2 separate regions of the Zea mays genome follow, and region 1 is linked to region 2. The links are chromatin contacts, called in public Hi-C maps. All regions are on one chromosome and are shown on one strand. The core of a region is the stretch at or near the end of the contact, and the rest is flanking DNA. Distances in the headings are between cores, read along the strand shown. Region 1 holds the start of LOC100273524. Region 2 has its middle 30 kb from the start of LOC100284924.

The links. Hi-C and Micro-C count contacts between places; a contact is called where the count stands out from the background.
Region 1: a Hi-C map of an unstated tissue shows a contact between it and region 2, with 4 times the contacts expected there. The contact joins the promoter of LOC100273524 here to the enhancer-like site in region 2. A contact is called at or near these places in 4 of 25 Hi-C or Micro-C datasets (ear, leaf, tassel and 1 more).

Annotation. Positions count from the first base shown.
Region 1 is chr7:133,463,244-133,469,817 of Zm-B73-REFERENCE-NAM-5.0, forward strand. It overlaps LOC100273524, which reads right to left and starts at 4,489. Exons shown (of 4, transcript NM_001147942.2): 1 at 4,355-4,489; 2 at 2,828-2,964; 3 at 1,598-2,491; 4 at 537-1,514. The coding sequence starts at 2,932. The coding sequence ends at 600.
Region 2 is chr7:133,342,009-133,349,134 of Zm-B73-REFERENCE-NAM-5.0, forward strand. No RefSeq gene overlaps it. Among protein-coding and RNA genes, the nearest start is that of LOC100284924, 30 kb to the left of the region's middle. Within about 2 kb of position 5,198, at least 18 of the 20 cell types and tissues checked have an H3K27ac peak or open chromatin away from gene starts, as enhancers often do. A contact at or near this core is called in ear, leaf and tassel, where this site is marked.

The DNA of each region.
Region 1 (6,574 bases), core at 3,239-5,738, 120 kb after region 2:
CTCAGCCTGGTCCAATTGAACGGGCCGAGCTGGCCAGGGACAGGGTCACAAACACGCCCATAGAAAGCCAACCAAACATACAAAACCTAAATTTGCTTTTCGCAAGCGATAGCTTTCGTATAGTTTAGTTTTGGACCTTACATGTTGTTTTGGCATTTTTTTTCCTTTTTCTTTTCGAAATGGACGAATAGAGGAGTGGATTTTATGCTTGTTTCATACAAACAACTTACTGTTTCTCTACAGTTCATAGCTCACGGCAAAATTTTAACAGCTTATAGCCAACGTTGCTGCTACAAATTTGATTTATAGTAACGGTACCGTAGAGGTGGTTGCCAATTGAGCTGCCTTGATAATGGCCTCCGCCAAACTTATAGCGGTTCAATGTCCCTATTTTTAGACATGTGTGTAGTCTTATCAGTTTCTATTGCATTTAAACAGCACGTATTTTGAAACTGCTTGTGGAATTTTTTTTAAACGTTTGAAATGCTTGACACTGCAGGAACTGCGTCTGAATCATAAAAATGGCCCGCATCATAGGCGGAGACTTGGAACACCGAGATTTGTTTTTGTTTAAGTTTCAGCCCAATGTGTACATCGAATTAATAAATGCATCCTCTGCTAGAGAAACCCATTTTGAATGAGTTGATGCTCTGACTACAGAATCCACCATTCTTCCGAAGCTGCTTCCTACAAAACTCGAGATGCAACAATTGAAATCCTTGTGGAAAGGATGTGTTTTTGATAGCCTTCAGTCTTTCAGATGGAAATTCTCCAGCCTTCATGACCTTGGCAGAAACTATACCACTGCTGCCTAGTGCATTTGTTATCTGAAGAAAACTGGAACGTGAACGGCCATTCATTGCACGCCCATTACTTTCATCAAAAAACTGCAGCTTGTTATTATTGTCTTCTGATATTCGCACGTTGCAATTGTCATTTGAATGATCCAATTTCTCGATTGCATAAGGACCATTGGGGGAACCATTTGAGTTGTTGATGTTCTCAGTCAAACCAACAGCCTTCCATGCATCAGCAATGAGACAGTAGGTGCTTTGCTTCGGCTTGACACCAGTCTCCCGCATCATCTGAAGGACTTCCTCAGCTTTCCATGGCTGCTTCTGTTCGCTGTAGCCCCAGATCAGAGTCTCAAATGTCCTGAGATTGGGATAGACGCCTGACTTGCACATCTTGTCATAGACTCTCATGGCACTCTCCATGTCGGCCACGCTGCACCACCCGCTAATGACAGTGGTGAAAGTGACGACATTTGGGCAGAGACCAAGATGGCTCATTTGCAACAGAAGGTCTTCTGCTTTCTCAGGCTGCTGAGCACGAACAAATCCTTTGGCGAGAATGCTGTATACCTGAGGATCTGGCTCAATTCCTGCTTCGATCATTTTGTCAAATACATGCATGCATTTAGCCATGTGGCCCAGCGAGCTGAATGTGTTCAACTGGTGACTGTAGGTAACGATGTCAGGTTTGATGCCAAATTTCTCCATCAGACCCAGGATCTGCATCACATGGACACAAAATTAGATAATCTATTTTCCTAGCATGTACATGAACAAAAGTGGAACGTTTCTCCTGAACTCACCTTATTGACAGCAGCCATGTCATTTGCATCAAGAAAGCCCTTCAGCAGTGTGTTGAAGATGACGACGTTAGGAACACTTCCTGCATCCTTCATTTGCTGGACGCATCGTAATGCTTCCTCCAACCTGCCCTCCCGGCAATAACCACCAATGATTATGCCCCATGTTCGCTCACTGGTGCGCACTCTAGTCTGAATCTCCACAATGAGCTCTTCTGCTCTCCATGTCTCGTCATTATTGGCATATGCACTGGCTATGGTATTGTAAGTTACAATATCAGGCTCAAAACCACCTGCTTGCATTTTGCCCACAACACCCCAGGCCTCCTCAAGATTTCTGTGATCACACCATGCCTTCACAAGAATGTTGTATGTTGTGAGGTTAGGCCTGACTGATCCTTCAACGCCCATCATGTCGAAGACGCGCTGTGATTCTTCGGGTTTGCCTACAATGCCATAACCTTTTATCAGTGTGTTGAAGGTGCTTGTAGTTGGGTGGCAGCCAGAATGTTTCATTTTCCAGAATGTGTTTATCGCTTCGCCCATCCGCTTCGCCTCAACAAACGCATTTATCAAGGCATTGAAGAAGATGGAGTCTGGCCTAACTCCAGCTAGTTCAACTTCAGCAAGCAGTGATGGAATCGACTCAAACATCCTCTGGTTCGTCAGGGCGGTCAGTAGAATTGTGTATGTGACCAATGAAGGCTTGTGCCCCTCATCCATTAAGTGCTTGAATACAGAGTGTGCTTGGTAAGGCTTCTTTGAGTCGATTAGAGCTCGCATTTGTCTTGTCCGGTTGATGACCGATTGACAAGTATGCCCTTTTGCACATGTTGTGCACAGCTGCTGCTTCTGGCCTTTTGATGGTTGGAAAGTGCCACCGTGTTCATGCTTCTCCTGAAACATAAGGAATTCTTCGGAAATGAGGTGGGAGAGAACAGAGAACAGTGGTCAAGAATAAAAGGACAATTCAAATTATTTGAATTTTATATGTTGATTGTTTTCCCATATTTATTTGTGCGCCTAGACCAAGCTAGGAACCAATTCTGATGCTCAGCAAACCTGTTTTTAGTATATTAAGTACCAAAAATATATGATATATTCAGCTCAGTCCTTGCTTTGGAAAATGGTTTCTTTTTGCATATTAGGGAGAGCTTTGCAATGTGAGACAAGCTAGTGATGACCGAAGAAAAACTTCGCTACCTCTATATCTCTACGCTTTCCGATGCTTACTTTGGTAGTATGTGATCCATTATTCAGCCCGTCCGCATTGATCCGTGGCTTGCCTGTGCTCTTCAAAGTGGAGGTCAGTGTCAGCTGAACTCCGTTCTCTCCCATTATAACATGCTCGTAAAGGACCAATCCTCAACCTGGTTCATGATGGTCAGATTTCAGATTCAGTAACTTCAACGAAAGGCGACCAGGAAGGCACTGTCACGAGAATCTGTCTGTCCAACATAATGTTGTGATACTGATAAGTGCACTGAAATGGACCACGAGTGCTGAACATCTTAGATAGAAGCCTATTCTCGAAAATCGAAACCTTGACTAGGTACAATTTTGCAATTCAAAAGGCATGCGAGATGCCAGGGGCGGATGCAAGGGGTGGGCAAGGTGGGCCATGGCCCCACCTCAAATTTTTTAATCCTTTATGCCTAGGTTTAGGTACACAGCAAAATAAATAAACTTTTGTATAGTTAGCGTGGACAAATCTAATAAAAATTAGATTTTGATCTATTTTTCTATCGACGTTTCACTACTCAGTCCACTCTTTATCTAAGCCATTTGATTCTCTTCCCTAGCGCAAGCCCACTCGTGGCTCACTCGTTTCTTCAGTCATCGACTGACCAGTAAGTCGATGACCTAACCCGCCCGCTGCAGCGCACCTTGCCTTCTCATCACCCATCAGCTCGTCGACTCGTCGGGATCCTGCACACAACATTGATATTTTGCCTCCTAGTCCGCATTAGCAGATGGGCAAGCTGTTGGTGGGATCGTGGCGTCATCTGTCCCTCGCTAACTCATTAGGGTCTCTCCGCGCCGTCGCAACACGACAATGGCTATCGCTTGCTGTCACCGTCATCTATCGCTACCTCGCCTCCTGCACTCGCTCCTCCTGCATATCGTTCTCACCAACGCCATCTCACGACAAATTTGATGACTCTCCAGAACGACACGCCGGTGCAACTGCTCTGCCCTAGTGCCTCGTCCTTAGTCAGTCCACCTATTTTCTCTCTCTAGCTCTACTTTAGATAGCCAAAAAGGTTTTTTGGTATTCATATCGTTTTTGGAAACACTAGATATTATTATTTAACATTCGTGTTATTATCATTAATCTACAGTTATGATCTAGTCTGATGATTTGTCTCATACACTATCGGCCCCACCTAGAATTTTGTTCTGCATCCGCCACTGCGAGATGCGACTGTATGTAGAGAAGCACTGCTCGGATTCAGAACTGAAAAGCATCAGATATAACCAAATGCCTTTAGTCATCGATTGACGGTTATCTTAGTCTATATAAGCCATTGATTAGAACAAGGATATGATGACGCACTGTCCATCTCAAATGTCCAAAGTTCAGAGATATACGATGTACATGATATATAGACAGGGGCGGACCCAGCAAAATACATGGGGCTACACATGTAAAGCCTTTTCTTTGTAAAAAAAAATCGAATCTAGTAGGCATAATACAAGTAGCTTAAGACACGGTTCGGAGTTTCTCGCAGAAGGAAGGGAAGAGAATGGTGTGCCTACTTGGTGGGTGTGCTCGTCGCCGGCGAAGAGCCCGCGACGAATGCCTGGCGAAATGACCGACGGAGGCCTGGGCACCTGGCGTAGGCGCCGGCGCTCGCGCAGTCGTTGCCACGAGAGAGATAGAGAGAGCAAAAGAGAGCGCACGCTGGGTGAATGCGACTATGCGAAAAGATAAGGCAAAGGATGAGCACTGACTGGCAGGGACCAGACCGCCACAGGACCTGTCCGGTCAAGGGATTTTTTTTTTGTATTTTGCAAAAAGAAAAGTGTTATTTTCTTTCCAAGTTATGAATGTATGGGCTTCTTTGTATAGCCCTCACCGGCTTCAGCTTTCAGCTTCTTTTTATATGGCAACTGACTGTTGAATTGAGCTATTTTTCTCTGTCTTCAAAATCAACTAGCTTCTTCTATACGGCCACGATGTAATTGTTACGTTAAGCTATTCTTCTCTCTCCTCAAAAATCAACTAGGCAAGCAAATATCCATTGATTTCATTTGCTAAATATTCTCTCTGTTTTAAATTATATAAACTGACTGTTTTAAATTAGACGGAAACGACCTTGTAGCCATAGGCCATTTGAGTCAGCCAGATGTCCTAAGACACTATTAAACGGCTAAAATTAAAGTAAATCTCATTTAAATCTGATAAAAGAGAAAACAAGGCAGGCCCAAAATTATGATTTAACGAATAAAAACAGGAGAGAAGGGAAGAGATAGTAGTTTTCTTCAAGAATAGGACAATTGAGATGCCTATTGCCTAGCTACAAAACTAAGCAAGGCTTTCTGGTTAGATCAAGGGAATAACGATAAGGAAAGATTCATATTTCAGGAGGCACACTAAGGGCCTATTTAGCAACAAATAGTAAGGTGATTTTAGTACATTCAATCCCCTCCGCTATTTGTAATTTACTGGAGACAGTAGCAAGGAAGGAAACTGATTTAGGTGGTGTTTGGATTCACCCTAAATTTTAAAGGTGGATTGTAAGCTACGAATTTGTGAAAGCTGGATTGTGAAAGGGAATTAGGCTTACACCTAGTTCCTATATAATTTTGGTGGTTGAATTGCCCAACACAAATCTTTGGACTAACTAGTTTGCCCAAGTGTATAGATTATACAGGTGAAAAAGGTTCACACTCAGCCAATAAAAAGACCAAGTTTTGGATTCAATAAAGGAGCAAAGGGGCAACCGAGGGCACCCCTGGTCTGGCGCACCGGACTGTCCGGTGTGCCACCGGACAGTGAACAGTACCTGTCCGGTGCACCAGGGGACCCAGACTCAAACTCTTCACCCTCGGGATTTCTCGGAAGCCGGCGCGCTATAATTCACCGGACTGTCCGGTGTGCACCGGACATGTCCGGTGCTCCAAGGAAGCTCGGCCCCCGGAACTCGCCAGCCTCGGGTTCGCGCGGCAGCCGCTCCGCTAAAATTCACCGGACTGTCCGGTGTGCACCGGACTGTCCGGTGTGCCAGCGGAGCAACGGCTCCCTGCGGCGCCAACGGCTCCCTGCGGTGCATTAAATGCGCGCGCAGCGCGCGCAGAAGTCAGAATCGCCCATACCGGTGCACCGGACATCAAACAGTGCATGTCCGGTGTGCACCGGACACCCAGGCGGGCCCACAAGTCAGAAGCTCCAACGGCTAGAATCCAACGGCAGTGATGACGTGGCAGGGGCACCGGACTGTCCGGTGTGCACCGGACTGTCCGGTGCGCCATCGAACAGAAGCCTCCAGCCAACGGTCAAGTTTGGTGGTTGGGGCTATAAATACCCCAACCACCCCACATTCATGGTCATCCAAGTTTTCCAACTTCTAACCACTTACAAGAGCTAGGCATTCAATTCTAGACACATTCAAAGAGATCAAATCCTCTCCAATTCCACACAAAACCCTAGTGACTAGTGAGAGTGATTTGCCGTGTTCTTTTGAGCTCTTGCGCTTGGATCGCATTCTTTCTTTCTCTTTTGCTCTTGTGATCAATACTCAATTGTAACCAAGGCAAGAGGCACCAATTGTGTGGTGGCCCTTGCGGGGAAGTTTTTGTTCCCGGTTGATTGAGAAGAAGGAAAGCTCACTCGGTCCGAGGGACCGTTTGAGAGAGGGAAGGGTTGAAAGAGACCCGGCCTTTGTGGCCTCCTCAACGGGGAGTAGGTTTGCGAGAACCGAACCTCGGTAAAACAAATCCGCGTGTCACTCTCCTTATTTGCTTGCGATTTGTTTT
Region 2 (7,126 bases), core at 3,948-6,447:
TGACCCTACAGAGTTCACTACTCCTGTGAGTATCAAAATTTTAGTACTGCATGATATATATTCATATGTTCTCACACATACAATCTCTTCTCTGTGCAGGGTCAATCGGCGGCGTCGAACAACCCTCATGCTTCGTCCAGCCCTTCGCCGAACCAGTCCAGATGCCCACCTCGTTGATGATTTGTTTTGTGATGATCCAGACTTACCTTTATGAGTGTTGGTGATGTTTGTTACACTTTATCTTGTGAGATACTTGGTGATGTTAGTGATGATGCAGACTTGTATCTGTTTTGTGATGATCCTGACTTTAGTGAGACTTGTGATCTGTTTTGTGAGACTTTGTGATATATATGGTGTTGATGATAAATGTGTTCATTCTGTGATGTGCTTGATATATAATGTGATGTGAATGATATATATCTTTTGTTTGTTTGGATGGAACAACAAAAGCAAATAAAAAAAGGACATCCTGGTCACTTTGCCGAGTGTAACACTCGGCAAAGGGTTGCTTTGCCGAGTGCTATGACCATGGCACTCGGCAAAGAAGGAAACCTGGGAACCGGTAAAGACATCTTTGCCGAGTGCTGACAGTGGCACTCGGCAAAGAAGGAAACCTGGGAACCGGCAAAGACATCTTTGCCGAGTGCTTTTGCCAAGGCACTCGGCAAAGATACTGGCAAAGGGGCCCACTGGAGGGTTCTTTGCCGAGTGCCAGTCCACCAGACACTCGGCAAAGAAACCTCCTTTGCCGAGTGCCTACTAGGGCTCTCGGCACAGGGACTGGCTGTGGGGTCCACTAGACCAGTCTTTGCCGAGTGTCGCCGTTGGCACTCGGTAAAGGATCCGTCACCGTCACTTGGCGCCGTGACGGTGACTTTTCTTTGCCGAGTGCCCGACAAAAAGTACTCGGCAAAGAAGCTGTTGCCGATGTACAGTTCGCCGAGCGTTCTTTGCCGAGTGTTACACTCGGCAAAGCTTTTGCCGAGTGTAAAATAGCCTTTGCCGTGTGTTTAGAACACACGGCAAAGAAGCTGATTCCGGTAGTGATAGCTATATAACACCATGGATAAGGACAACTATCGAAAATAACTTTTAATCAATATTTCATTAACTAAATATATGAAATATATTAAATTTATAGACAATTATATATGTATATTTCTAAATTCAAATAATTTAAAATAACTTTTAGAAATGCATAAATTAAAAATACTAAGTAATATCTTCACATGTATAGACAATATAATATATTTTAGATTTTCTAAAAGTGAAATCATATAGAGAATAATCTTCAAAATTGAGCAAGGATTAATCTATTATCATCTATATTTAAATATCCATATTTATAAATATAAGAAACTGGTTAAAGAACGTGGGTGAAAAACCGTCGAACTTAATGTAATAGGCCGTCGAACTTACCGTAAGAACGTGGGTTTACCGACGAATATAGCCCATGGCGATTTTTGGACGAACTTAAAGAATTAAGTTCGACGGCCCTCACGTTCTTAACGTTAAGAACGTGGGTACCGTCGAACTTAACGTTAAGAACGTGGGTACCGTCGAACTTAACATTAAGAACGTGGGTTTTTAAGTTCGACGGGGACCATCGAATTTTGTCCCATAAGTTCGACGGCACCCACGTTCTTAACATTAAGAACGTGGGCACACGTGGCCGTCGAACTTATGGGTCCTGCGTGAGTCGGCGCGGGCTGCCCATTAAGTTCGACGGTACCCACGTTCTTAACCTTAAGAACGTGGGTACCCACGTTCTTAACCCTTTTCCAGAAAAAAATAAAAAATACAAAAATGAAAAATTAGACACACATAATAACACATGCAACACAGAATATCACATACAATACAATTTTCAAACACATGGATATATATACATATCACAAATTCACACAAGTCCAAATACATAAGTTCACAAATTCACACAAGTCCAAATACATAAGTTCACAAATTCACACAAGTCCAAATACATAAGTTCACAAATTCACAGAGCCGCCTTTATTCTAATAAAGAAGGCATCTCTACAAATGGTTTCTTGTAGTAGTGTAATAGTGCATGCTTCTCTAGTATAGTTCTCAAATTTTTGAGAAAATTCTTAAGAGATAGTTTAGAACATGACAAGCCTACATATTCTTTAGAACTCACAAAAATATCTCCAAAAGTTAGATTTGGCCCTAGAAAAAATGGGAATAATATCTAGAAAAAATGAAAAAGTACCAAACCATTCTAGTTGATATGTAAATGCATTTAAAAAAAACTTCATATAAAAAAAGGAATATGAAACTCAACCGGTAACAGTGCAATACATATGTAATGTTGAATGCATACATATTACTCGTACATCATGATTTTAAAATTTTTTATGTCACACATTGTCGGTACCTTAAGACAGGGGTACCTCTTCTACAGTATGAAGACGCCGCACCCATACGACATCCCCCGATCGCACGGGAAGCAGCACCCGACCCCGCGCGCATGGGCAGGGTTGGGAGCACCGCGTGACAAGGAAAGATAAAACTTCCAAGGTGCATCGACAGGTCTGGACCTCCGAAAGGACGTCGGACCCCTATACTAACCGGTCCGGAGCTCCCAAGAGGGCATGTCAGGCCCCTCGGGTAAGCCCCAGGTCCCTTAGAGTAGGGACCGGACCCTGGCAGGGCTCCGGGGCCTGGGGGACCCCGGCACGAATAGGGGTCCGGTGCCGACACGTGACCGCTTCTCGAGTGGGACTTTCTGCCCAGGCGGAGCCCCGCTGCTACTGCTTGGCTTGAGGCCCGTGATATAAGCCAATGGGCCGAGCCTGACGTAAGGCCCATGCAGCCGCTCGATCTCGGCATTTATTGCGGAAGGGACGCGCCGCCTGCCACCGCGCTGACAGGCGACAAGTCCTCTCGACATTAAATGCGCCTTGTCCAATCCGTTGGCAGACGACGTCAGGGTCGTCCAGCAGACGGTATGCCTGACCGGTCTGTTGGCGGACAGTGCGCCAGTTCTGAGCGGAGCACTGGACCCATCTTCTCTTCCGCAAGAAGCTTCCCTTGCACGCCAAGGATACACAGATCTCGGACGACAGGACACAAGGGGATTGTCCCGGCAGCAAATATTTATAGTCCCAAGTGCTATATTATTTATATCCCTGGGCCCACATGTCTGGGCCCAGTCTCATTGTGCATGTCACCCTTTCAGCTATAAAAGGGGAGGCATGCGACGTTACACACACGCAATCTTAGGTCACACCTTAGACTCGCAAACTCAAGCAATACATCTCACAGTGGAGTAGGGTATTACGCTCCGGCGGCCCGAACCATTCTAAATCCTTGTGTGTTCTTGAGTTCTCCCCGTTCATTCCGACGATCAAGCAAAACGCCTAAGCTCCTCCTCATCTCAGGATTTAGGGCGGGTGCACTCCGCTACCCGGTCGGAGATTTGCTCTCCGACACACATTGTTTGGAATATTTTTTGAAAAATTTCCATACTTATTTTCTTATTTTCCTCATTTATGTAGAGCTCAGGCTATTTTTAAAATATTTTAGATGTACTTTCAAGGGTTCTATATATTTTATTTTTTTTCCTAGTCTATCTCTGAATTTTTTTTGAACGAAACTTGTAGAAGTTTAGATACAATTCTTATGACTTTAAAACCTTATAAGATATTTAATCTATTTAATTAAAAAAATGAAACTATCTTGAAAATCAACTCTACTCAAGCTAAGAAAGTTATATGTTTTTGAGAGTTTAGGATATAAAGATGTTTAGTTTTGGAGTTTGGGATGAAAAAATCCAATGATTATTAGGGAGTGAAATATACTTACAGGCCGAATGAACAAACATGGGCCGAAGAGCACCTAGGCTACAATGATTGAGTCCAAGGAGAAGGATTAGGCCCAGAAACAGTTCAGAATACGGGTTTGCTACTAACTGGTGCAAGTCAAGGCTAAATCGTGCCAACTGCCAAACAAGCTTAGGTAGCTAGTACGTGCTTTCATCAGCACAACAAAATTCGCCAAAAATTTGGCGCTGGCTTTGGCGGCAACCTGGATCCTGCCATATTAAAGTACATGTCCTTGAATTACAATGGTGGAGAAAAAAAAATCATATTGTCAAAGAGTACTCCGTCCACAAGATTTTGTCGTTTTCTATTTGGTCTCGTGGAGGCTGGTCGCAAGCGACAATTGATGGAAATGGAACCAAAGCAAGCCGGAAGCCCAGATCCACTGTACTTCGGACCAAATAGGCTCGAATTGAGAAATATAGAAACAGTGGTTTAGTCTGATCATAAAGCATGTCGTGTCTTGATCGAGTCATGTCATGTCAAACCCGGCCTAATATATTTGAGTCATATAAAGTCTAAATACTACAACCATAAGAAGTCCAAGATTACTAAAGTAAAGATAGTGAACAATACGATCATCATTTAGCCATATAAGAAAGCACAAATATTAAAACCATATAAATTTTATAGCTTACTAAATTAAAGAAAAATAAATAATATGTGCTTTATTGAGTCGGATCGGTCCGAACCTAGCCCATGCATGTGAGCCATACCGGGAGCCCAACATGACAGAATTTAAGGGCCAGTCTAGACCCGCCTTTGGACGGGATATATGGGCTGCTGACAGGAAGGAGCCATGCATGAAGCCGATGGTAATGGGATCTGTTTTGCCTCCTTATGATACGGCATCTTGAATCTTTACGAGGTCATGGCGTCGTGCTACCAAAATCTGTTGCCTTACTTTGAGCACCGTGATAGCTGCAAGCAAGCAACCAATTGGCAACCCGACGCCGGGCTCGGCAAAGCGACGCGACGCGACGCAAAGCCGAGTCGCAAGGCCGCGCTGCGGGGTCGCATGTGAGTTGTGACGCCTGCCTGCACTCTGCCTCCCCACGCGATCGCCATCGCATCGCATCGCACCCCGCAGGCAGGAGATCCAGCCGGAAACCTCCAGGTCCAGGGCGACGCCTCGTTTTGTCCCTTTCACGCGCGTCTTTCCGTGCCCCGAGCCCATCGATACGTCCCAATCACAACCCACACGGCGTATCGTACCCGGACCCGGCTACCAGTCCCGGTCGCGCGACGGGCGCGCTCCAGTGTGTCTCTTCGGTTCGGCTTTCCCCTTTGGGATGGGACGGTGGTGGTGGCTGGTGGGTGGGTTCAGTGGGGTGCGCCGGCCCGGTCCAGCCCGTGGTGCTCGCATGCATGTGTTGGTGCCGCGACCCTCTGGTGGATTTGGCGCGGTGAGGTGGGGTGGGGGCGTCGTGCCTTTCCCGCCCGGCCGACGAGGATGGCAATCATGACTGGCCGGGAAAAGATGGATTCTTATTCGCTGGCCTGCCACCGACAGATCTTACCGACTACGGTCAATCGGCCACGGTCAAGCGCGGTCAGCATTGACGACTTGTGGTGGGAATTAGACTGGTTTTAACTTTTAAGTTCATCGTACCGTGCTAAACAGGTTTAGGCCGTAAAATCTAAAAAACTTTTAGAGCGTGCTGTAGCCCGAAGTGTAAAGACAATGGCTGTGATATCCTGGCCCCCTGTGATGGTGATTTCCTGGCACAAGGCTTAATAGAATTAATAGAGTATCCATACTAAAAAGGTGCATCTTTTTTTTTCAGAAGCCTATCTCGAAAGAACCTCCAAGATAAGCGTGTTTGGCTTTGAGCAATTTGGGATGGGTGACTGACCGAGAAGTTTTCTTGGGTGCGCATGAGTGAGGACAAAGTGCGCACAAAAGTCTTGTGTTGGTCTGTGGGGAAAATATACGATCCTAGAGAGCTGCCAGGAGTAAGTACCGTCGGTCTAGGGATTGGACGAGGTGTTACAGTGGCCTAGATCGACCCTAATTCACGCCTCACCTTTGTTGGACCATATCGATCCAAGCCCGACACATATATTTGATCATATAAAATCAAAATATTATAACCACATAAAATGCATACCTTAATATATTAAACAATCCTAGCATCATTTGACCAAATAAACTCTAAATATCACAACAATATAAAGTCGATAGCTTACTAAATTAAATAACGTAGTCTTTATTGGGCCATGCCGGCCCAATCCCGGTCCGGAGGTCGATGGGCCGCCGAAATTTGAGACCCGACACAAGTCCGCTTTCGAACGATACTAGCTCGTCTATATTATTTTTTCGGACGATACTAGCCCGTCTATATTATTTTGTGTCTCACCCTACTTTGTGCTCCTGTTTTTTCGGTATTGATAGTGTTGTACCAAAAATCGTGGCTTATATTCCCATCAGGCCATCACTAGGATTGATGCATCGTAGAGCTCAGCTCTATCTGTACCGACCTTGCCATGTCGACAGATAGCCTATAGTAGCTACTAGCTAGCTAGGGCGGTAAAGAGTAAAGCTGTATGCATGCTTTCTTTGCCAAAAAAAAAAAAAAAAACCTTGCCCGGGCCTTTTGGAGCCCCGCCTAGTGCTCCCATCAGGCATAAGCTTGCGAGATATATAGATAGTAGTGCTCTCGCTTTCCGTCGCTCGGGCGCGCTTTCCTCCACTGCCCACTAGCTTCGCTCCAGGCATCAATGGTGGGAAGCAGCAGCGCCTGCACGGAGACGGAGAAGACGCTCATTATCCAAGGCACGCGCGCACGCGCAGAATCGTCTGCTCTCGCTTTTGCACGTGCGTACTCCTCCTTCCACCAAAATAAACTAAAGGGAAGAATGGCAAAATGCAACGCCCATGCCCCATGCATCCATGCGTTTCAGTTCTCAGCTCTGCCTCTGCGCTTGACGCCTCCAAAAGGCTCACAGTCACAGGCTCACAGCCATACACTGCACTGCTACGTACTCAACGACCCGGAATCTTATTGGGTGATGGGATTAATTAATTAAAGAACAGGTGGATAATTGGGGGAGTGAACTAAATAAAAGCATCGAGTCGAGCGCTTCTTAATAATTTAATCCAAAAGCGTATCGATATCGACAGCAATAACCATCGTCATCAGAGTTTCCAGAGATGGCCTGGGCCTGATCCATCTTTTCTGAGGGAATGGTTCAGTCATAACACCTGAGTGAGTCCTGTGTCACGTCGACACGCCGACACGCCTGCCACGACGAGACGAGACACCTCGAAATCAAAGCATCAGG